2 separate regions of the Ovis aries genome follow, and region 2 is linked to region 1. A link is a contact called in public Hi-C data. All regions are on one chromosome and are shown on one strand. Each heading gives the region's core, a stretch centred on a gene start, on an enhancer-like site or on the middle of the called end of the contact. The rest is flanking DNA. Distances are from core to core; before and after follow the strand shown. Region 1 overlaps SLC8A3 (solute carrier family 8 member A3). Region 2 has its middle 20 kb from the start of SLC8A3.

What was found. Hi-C and Micro-C count contacts between places; a contact is called where the count stands out from the background.
Region 2: a contact with region 1 is called in a Hi-C map of hypothalamus, with 4 times the contacts expected there. The contact joins two enhancer-like sites. A contact is called at or near these places in 3 of 16 Hi-C or Micro-C datasets (hypothalamus, muscle and tail adipose tissue).

Annotation. Positions count from the first base shown.
Region 1 is chr7:79,866,473-79,869,886 of ARS-UI_Ramb_v3.0, reverse strand. It overlaps SLC8A3 (solute carrier family 8 member A3), which reads left to right. Exons shown (of 7, transcript XM_060418226.1): 7 at 1,319-3,414. The coding sequence ends at 1,695. Among named protein-coding and RNA genes, the nearest start is that of TRNAC-ACA, 48 kb to the left of the region's middle. Within about 2 kb of position 1,431, at least 8 of the 54 cell types and tissues checked have an H3K27ac peak or open chromatin away from gene starts, as enhancers often do. A contact at or near this core is called in hypothalamus, where this site is marked.
Region 2 is chr7:80,047,284-80,050,566 of ARS-UI_Ramb_v3.0, reverse strand. No RefSeq gene overlaps it. Among named protein-coding and RNA genes, the nearest start is that of SLC8A3, 20 kb to the right of the region's middle. Within about 2 kb of position 1,361, at least 8 of the 54 cell types and tissues checked have an H3K27ac peak or open chromatin away from gene starts, as enhancers often do. A contact at or near this core is called in hypothalamus, where this site is marked.

The sequences.
Region 1 (3,414 bases), core at 182-2,681:
GGCTGAGCCAAATCTCATCAGATAGGACTCTGCTGGCTGGAAACCCTTCTCATGCCAAGAAAGCATATCCTTCTGGACAGTAACTGAGTCTGCATCACACTCTGGAGAAGCCACTTCCCCAGACCCCAGCACAGACCAGTGGAATTATTTGTACCTTAATGATGCAAAAGGTTTGGCTATCATGGGAATGCATGGAGTGGTAGGAAATTAAATGGATAATTGAGGGAAGGCTTTGTGAGAGAGATACCCTATGATTTACCTCTGTTCTCTGGGGCCTCAAGGAACTATCAGAGGGGAAGGAACAGATATGGGCAAAAGGAACAGATGTGGGAAGAAGTTGCAGAGGATCAGAAGTTTAAAAAAAGAAGAAACAAGGTCATAGGCAAGAAAAGGCAAGAGGTCTTCTTGGGGACAATATTGGCAACGAGGAGGCAGGCTGGGCCAGGGAGAGCTTGGGGCTTGTCCAAGACCTTGCGGTGGGTGCAGAGAACAGCTGGCAGCATTAGGGGCTTGAAGGTGATGCTGTGGTCCACTCAGCTTAATTTGTGGCTTTGGCTGAAGCTGTTTGGATGTCGGGTAAAGCTATGGAAAGGGCTCTCAGAGGAAGGTTTTCGGGTCAAATCTCTTGCTAACCTACCTTGAGTAGATCCCTTGATGCTTACTTTTCCTAACTTGTCAAATAAAAGGGTGGCCAGCCAGCTTCCAGTGCCTACAAATCCATACCAACATCTAAAGTCCAATAGCCTTTGAGGCCCTGTGCTTTGTATGCTAACTGCGAATCCTGAGCCCTGTCATTCTTGAGCCCATGGATATCCCCATCATTAGTCCCTACATCTCCCCATGTGTCCTCTGTCCCCATAAATCCAGCCCTTAGCACAATGCTAAGCCCACGGACTCAATCACAGTCTGTTTGGAAAGTAAATGTCCCACGTGACAGGGGCAATCAGGCATTTATTCTAAACAGCTTCTCTGGATGTCAGAGTTCCCTGGGAGATATTACGGGAAAGCAACACCTGCCCCTTACAGAAGTAGTAGTCAGAAGGGAACAATAAAAGCCACTCAGTAAATATCAGGACCAGAAGGACCCTTGAAAACCTTTCAGGCTCAGGCAGATTCGGAACAGAAAGCCCAGAGAAGTAAGGTGACCAGCCCAAGGCCACACAGCTTATTAACAGTGGACCAGGGAGTAGCCCCCAGGCCCCTGCCTCTCACTCCCAAGGCTCAGCCTGCTGGCCCCGGCTGCCTTTTGGCCTCTCCATGGAAGGCCCTCTGCATCTCAGCCTCCCTACCGGCTCTCACTGTCTCTGCCTCTTTCCAGATACGTTTGCCAGCAAAGCGGCTGCCATCCAGGACGTGTACGCAGACGCCTCCATCGGCAACGTCACGGGCAGCAACGCCGTCAATGTCTTCCTGGGCATTGGCCTGGCCTGGTCCGTGGCCGCCATCTACTGGGCCCTGCAGGGACAGGAGTTCCACGTGTCGGCCGGCACGCTGGCCTTCTCCGTCACCCTCTTCACCATCTTCGCGTTCGTGTGCATCAGCGTGCTCTTGTACCGCCGGCGGCCCCACCTGGGCGGGGAGCTGGGCGGCCCTCGTGGCTGCAAGCTGGCCACGACTTGGCTCTTTGTGAGCCTGTGGCTTCTCTACATACTCTTTGCCACGCTGGAGGCCTACTGCTACATCAAGGGGTTCTGAATCACAGAACAAGGCCTCCGGCTGGGCAGGCCTGCAGCTTCTCCCCAGAGAAGGGTGCGTCCCCACCCGTGACCTCTGGGGGACGAGCCACACCCCGGAGAGGTAGCCTCAGGACCCGAGCCGCTGGAGCATCACTGGACTGGGCCCCGGCAGTGAACTGAAAGGGCAGAGTCCATCCGTCCAGTGGAACACAGGAAACACCCACTTGGCAAAATATTTAATTCAATCCACACCAATGACAGCAACAGATCCACCTCCAACCCATCTCCCCGCCGTGTCCCTGACCCATAGCAAAGTCAGACCTTCTCTCCACCTTCTCGTCCACATTTCTTCTGACTATTCCTTTGCTTTCTAACTTTCCTTGTGCGGGGACAGGGTTTCTCCTGTCTGTCCAATTTGACACATCCCATCCTCTCACTCCGCCCGCGAGGCATGGAAATGAGCCCTGTCCCCATGGCTGGCTCGGGGGTCTCTTCATTGTCGTCAGTATCTTGGTTGCTTTTGTTTTCCCACCAGGTTTTGCTCATCATTTGTTTGTCCACCTTGTCTTTTCTGAGGTTAGTGATGACGGTGCTGCGAAGGAGCTCAAGGTCTGAGCCGACGGGCAGAGGCCTGAACTTTCAGACACACCCTTTCCCCTACTCTCCCCTGGGTAACAGCTGTCTCCTGTTCCAGCGAGTTCCTGTTCCCTTTCTCCTTTTATCCTCTGCATTCTTGAATGGACTGTGGTGTCTGGGTGGTGGTAAGTTCGCACACCCGCGAGGGCAGTAAGAATGGGGACTGTGGCTGGAGCAGGAACAGCTTTATCTCAAGCTTCTGTCAAGATCCAGTTTACAACAAGAAGTCCTTTCAGATTCTGTCTGTCTCGTTGTATCAGTGTCTGGATGTTTATCCCTCTGCAGCAAGACCCACCAAGTTGTAGATAGGGAACGAAAATAGAAATAGAATATGATGACAGAGGGCAGCTAGGAAGGCAGAAGGGCTATATGCCTTCTAGAACATCTCTGGCTTTGTATCTGAGGCAGGAGAGAAGCGATGTCCACCTAGTAGGATCTGTCGGGAAAAGATTATATTGAAAATATCTGATTCTGAGAGATGTCAGCTTCACCACTCCCTCACTTCCTAATGCACCAGACTAAGAGCTTTGACTGTATTTCTTGATTTCCTGCAAAAAGCTTAGAACTTTCTAAGAAAATGAGGGACTTCACGTCTCCTGGACTCGGGTCATGGTTGAAAGCATTTTCACAGGACAGGGATTGAAATTCCTCATCTCTCCCACATTCCTGCTTGGTTTTAAACCTCTTGAAGCTCTTTTTCCAGCCTGTGGGCTATTTCTTGCCCCAGTAGGAGGAATCTTAGCTGCCATAATTCCATGGAGCCTGGGTTTATAGAGAGATTGCCATGCCCTACAGACCTTTTCCCAACAAATTTTGAAAGGACCTGGCTTTAAAACACACACACACACACACATATAATCACTGAAAGACTGCCCACAGATCTTTAGGCTTTCTGCATTGACATAAATACATTTTTTAAGGGAAAAGAAGAAATGAAAAACACCTGTTTAATTTTAAACACATTTTTTAAGAAAACAAATAACTGAAAAAGAAACCGTGTTCATGTCATAAGCTATGTTGACAGTTGCCAGTGGAAATGTTGGGTTGGTTTAAAAAAAAAATAAAAGCTATACTTATATCTCTCTGAAGACAGCTTGCTTCT
Region 2 (3,283 bases), core at 112-2,611, 180 kb before region 1:
GATCATAGATCTAAACATAAAGCCCCAAATTATAAAGCTCCTAGAAGATAACAGGTGAAAATATATTGGGTTGACCAAAATATTCATTTGGGTTTTTCCATAAGATGTTACAGAAAAATCTGAATGAGCTTTTAGGCCAACCGATAGAAGACCGTGGATATATATAATACTAAAGGCAGGATCCATGAAAAAAATAATTGATAAGCTGGGCTTATTTAAAATTAAATACTTCTGATATGTGAAATACACTGTCAAGAGAATGAGAAGACAAGGCACGCACAGGGAGAAGGTACACACAAAGGATGCATCTGATAAATGACTGCTTGGGTGTGTGCACGCTGTCTCTTCAGTCATGCCCGACTCAGTGTGACCCTATGGACTGTAGCCCACCAGGCTCCTCTGTCCTTGGGATTCTCCAGGCAAGAATACTGGAGTGGGTTGCCATGCCCTCCTCCAGGGGATCTTTCCAACCCAGGGATTGAAGCCACATCTCTTATGTCTCCTGCGTTGTCAGGCAGGCTCTTTACCTCCTGGGAAGCCCGAATAATACAGAATGATGTATAATTTCCAGTTATTTCCAATAAACACTTTTCTCATTTTTGTTAAAGTAATAAAACAATTGTCAATTATATTTATATATTTTTATATATAATACAATATATTAAATATATTGTATATCTAATATTTTTAAATATAATACATTTATGACATATCTATCACATTATATATTGAATAATTATTTATTATTTATGTTTTAAAAAGTTGGTTGCCCAAGTCAGCCCCCACATAGTCCCACATAGCCCGCCACATAAATCCTATGAGATAATACTATTAACCCCACTGATTTACAGATGAAATAAAAACTTTAGAGACATTAACTTGCTTAAGCCACAGAATAATAAATGATGAGTTTTTTTTTCTCCTTTCCATCTAAGGTTAATCAGCTAGATTATTTTCTCTGATCAAGACAACTGAACATGGAAATGTCCTTTTTTTCTTTGACCATGCTCTGTGACATGTGGGATCTTAGTTCCCCTGCCAGAGGTCTAACCTACTGCCTCTGCAGTGGAAGTGCAGAGTCAACCTCTGGACCGCCAGGGAAGTCCCAAAATACCCATTCTTTTTATTACAGGGTTCAGAAGTTAGTCATCCGCAGTAGTAAGAATGTGTGTTTCTGTGCATATGTGTGTGCGTGTGCGCTCATGCTTTGGTCGGCAATATAGTTTTAAATTAGGAATTTCACATAAAAGTCAGATTTCAGTTTTCTCTTAAAAACTCGGATGATCTGGAAACACTGGGCCCTTATTCCTCCACAGCAGCTGCTTGCTAATGGACATTTGTTAGAACATTATCTCATTTGCCAAGCTCCGCCTCCTCCCTTTCCTCTACATCCTGCCAGCTTCAATCAAGGACATTACACTTACTGCAGAGGCAGCAGGCAGTAATGGTTTAAGAAGCAAGACTGGGGTTCAAATCCCCGCTCTGCTACTTAACCAGCTCTGTAACTTTGGACAAGTTACTTAACCTCTCTGTGTTCCCAGTTTCTTCAGTTTGTACAGTGTCTTTCTCTAACAGGGCTTTTCTCTAAAAACTAATTAAAAAATTTTTTAATCTACTTATTTATGGCTGTGCTGGGTCTTAGTTGCTACATACAGGCTTTCTCTAGCTGTGGCCAGCCTGGAAAGTGTTAGTTGCTCAGTGGCATTCAACTCTTTGTGACCCCCATGGACTGTAGACAACCAGACTCCTCTTTGTCCATGGAGTTCTCCAGGCAAGAATCCTGGAGTGGGTAGCCATTCCCTCCTGCAGGGGATCTTCCTGACTTGGGATCGAACATGCATCTCCTGCATTGCAGGCAGATTCTTTCATTGCATTCAGTCTGAGCCACCAAGGAATCTGTTGATTTATGGCTGTACTGGGTCTTAGTCACGATGTGCAGGCTTTCTCTAGCTTTGGCCGGCCAGGGGCTACTCTTTATTCCAGTGCACAAGCTCCTCGTTGTGGTGGCTTCTCTTGTTGAGGGAGCGTGGGCTCTAGGAGGACCTGCTGAAGTGGGTTACAGCCCCCTGGGCTCTAGAGTGTGGACTCAGTAGCTGTGGTGCAGGGGTTTAGCTGCTCCGCGGCATGTAGGATCTTCCCGGACCAGGGATTGAACCCTTGTCACCTGCATCAGCAGGCAGATTCTTAGCCACTGGATCACCAAGGAAGTCCCCTTCATAGAGCTTTTAGAGGGTTTAAAGTTACAATTCTAGAAAACCTTAGAACATTCGTTAGCATATATGTGTTCCCTAAAAGTATCATTACATTCTGTCACAGTGTAAGCACTTCAGTTTGAGTTCCCTGTTGATGAAACTCCACCTCTCCACCCTCAGAGGTATAGCCAGAAAATGAACTCAGACCACAGTAGTCCAGCAGCTGTGCTTTCTGGGTTACTCTGTATTAAGTAATTCCATACGTGAACTTCAGTCACCCAGCCTGTGTTGAGCTAAACCATGGCCAGTCCAGTTTAATAGTCTATTCGAAAGGGAATATACCGCATCACAGCCTTCATGCGGTTTTCAGTTTCCCAGATACATCACGCATCATTAATCACAAAGGAACAAGCAACACTTAGCAAGGCAGCATGCTCTAAACTCATAGGCAAGCAAGAGCAATTTTTCTACCTTCACTTTGAACCACACCCCACCTCAGAGACAGCTCTGATTCAGACATACATGAGAAGGCTCATTATTGAACAGAATTCTGGCCACTTGATGTAAATCATCTCAGTTAGGTTAAGGGTGACTCCTATCTACCCAAACCTGAAATAAACTTTCTATCTTTTTCAGGACTGAGAAAACTGGCAATTCAGAAAAGCTCTCAGAAGAATCTTAAGGGTCTGACTTTAAATATTCATTTCTAGGTATCAATGTAGATTATAAACATACATATAATTAAAGCAAAATAGATTTTACTCTCCATGATGTCTTACACCTGCTCTTTTCATTTAGTACTACATTAGTAAAATATTTGATGTAAATACATTTGCAATGTTATTTTCAGTGGCTTTTTGATATTCAGCTTTGTGAATGCTGGGAGGGATTTGGGGCAGGAGGAAAAGGGGACAACAGAGGATGAGATGGCTGGATGGCATCACTGACTCGATGGACATGAGTTTGAATGAACTCTGGGAGATGGTGATGGACAGGGAAGCCTGGCGTGCTGCGATTCATAGGATCGCAAAGAGTCGGACATGACTGAGCGACTGAACTGAACTGATATGAATATAACAAACCCCTATACT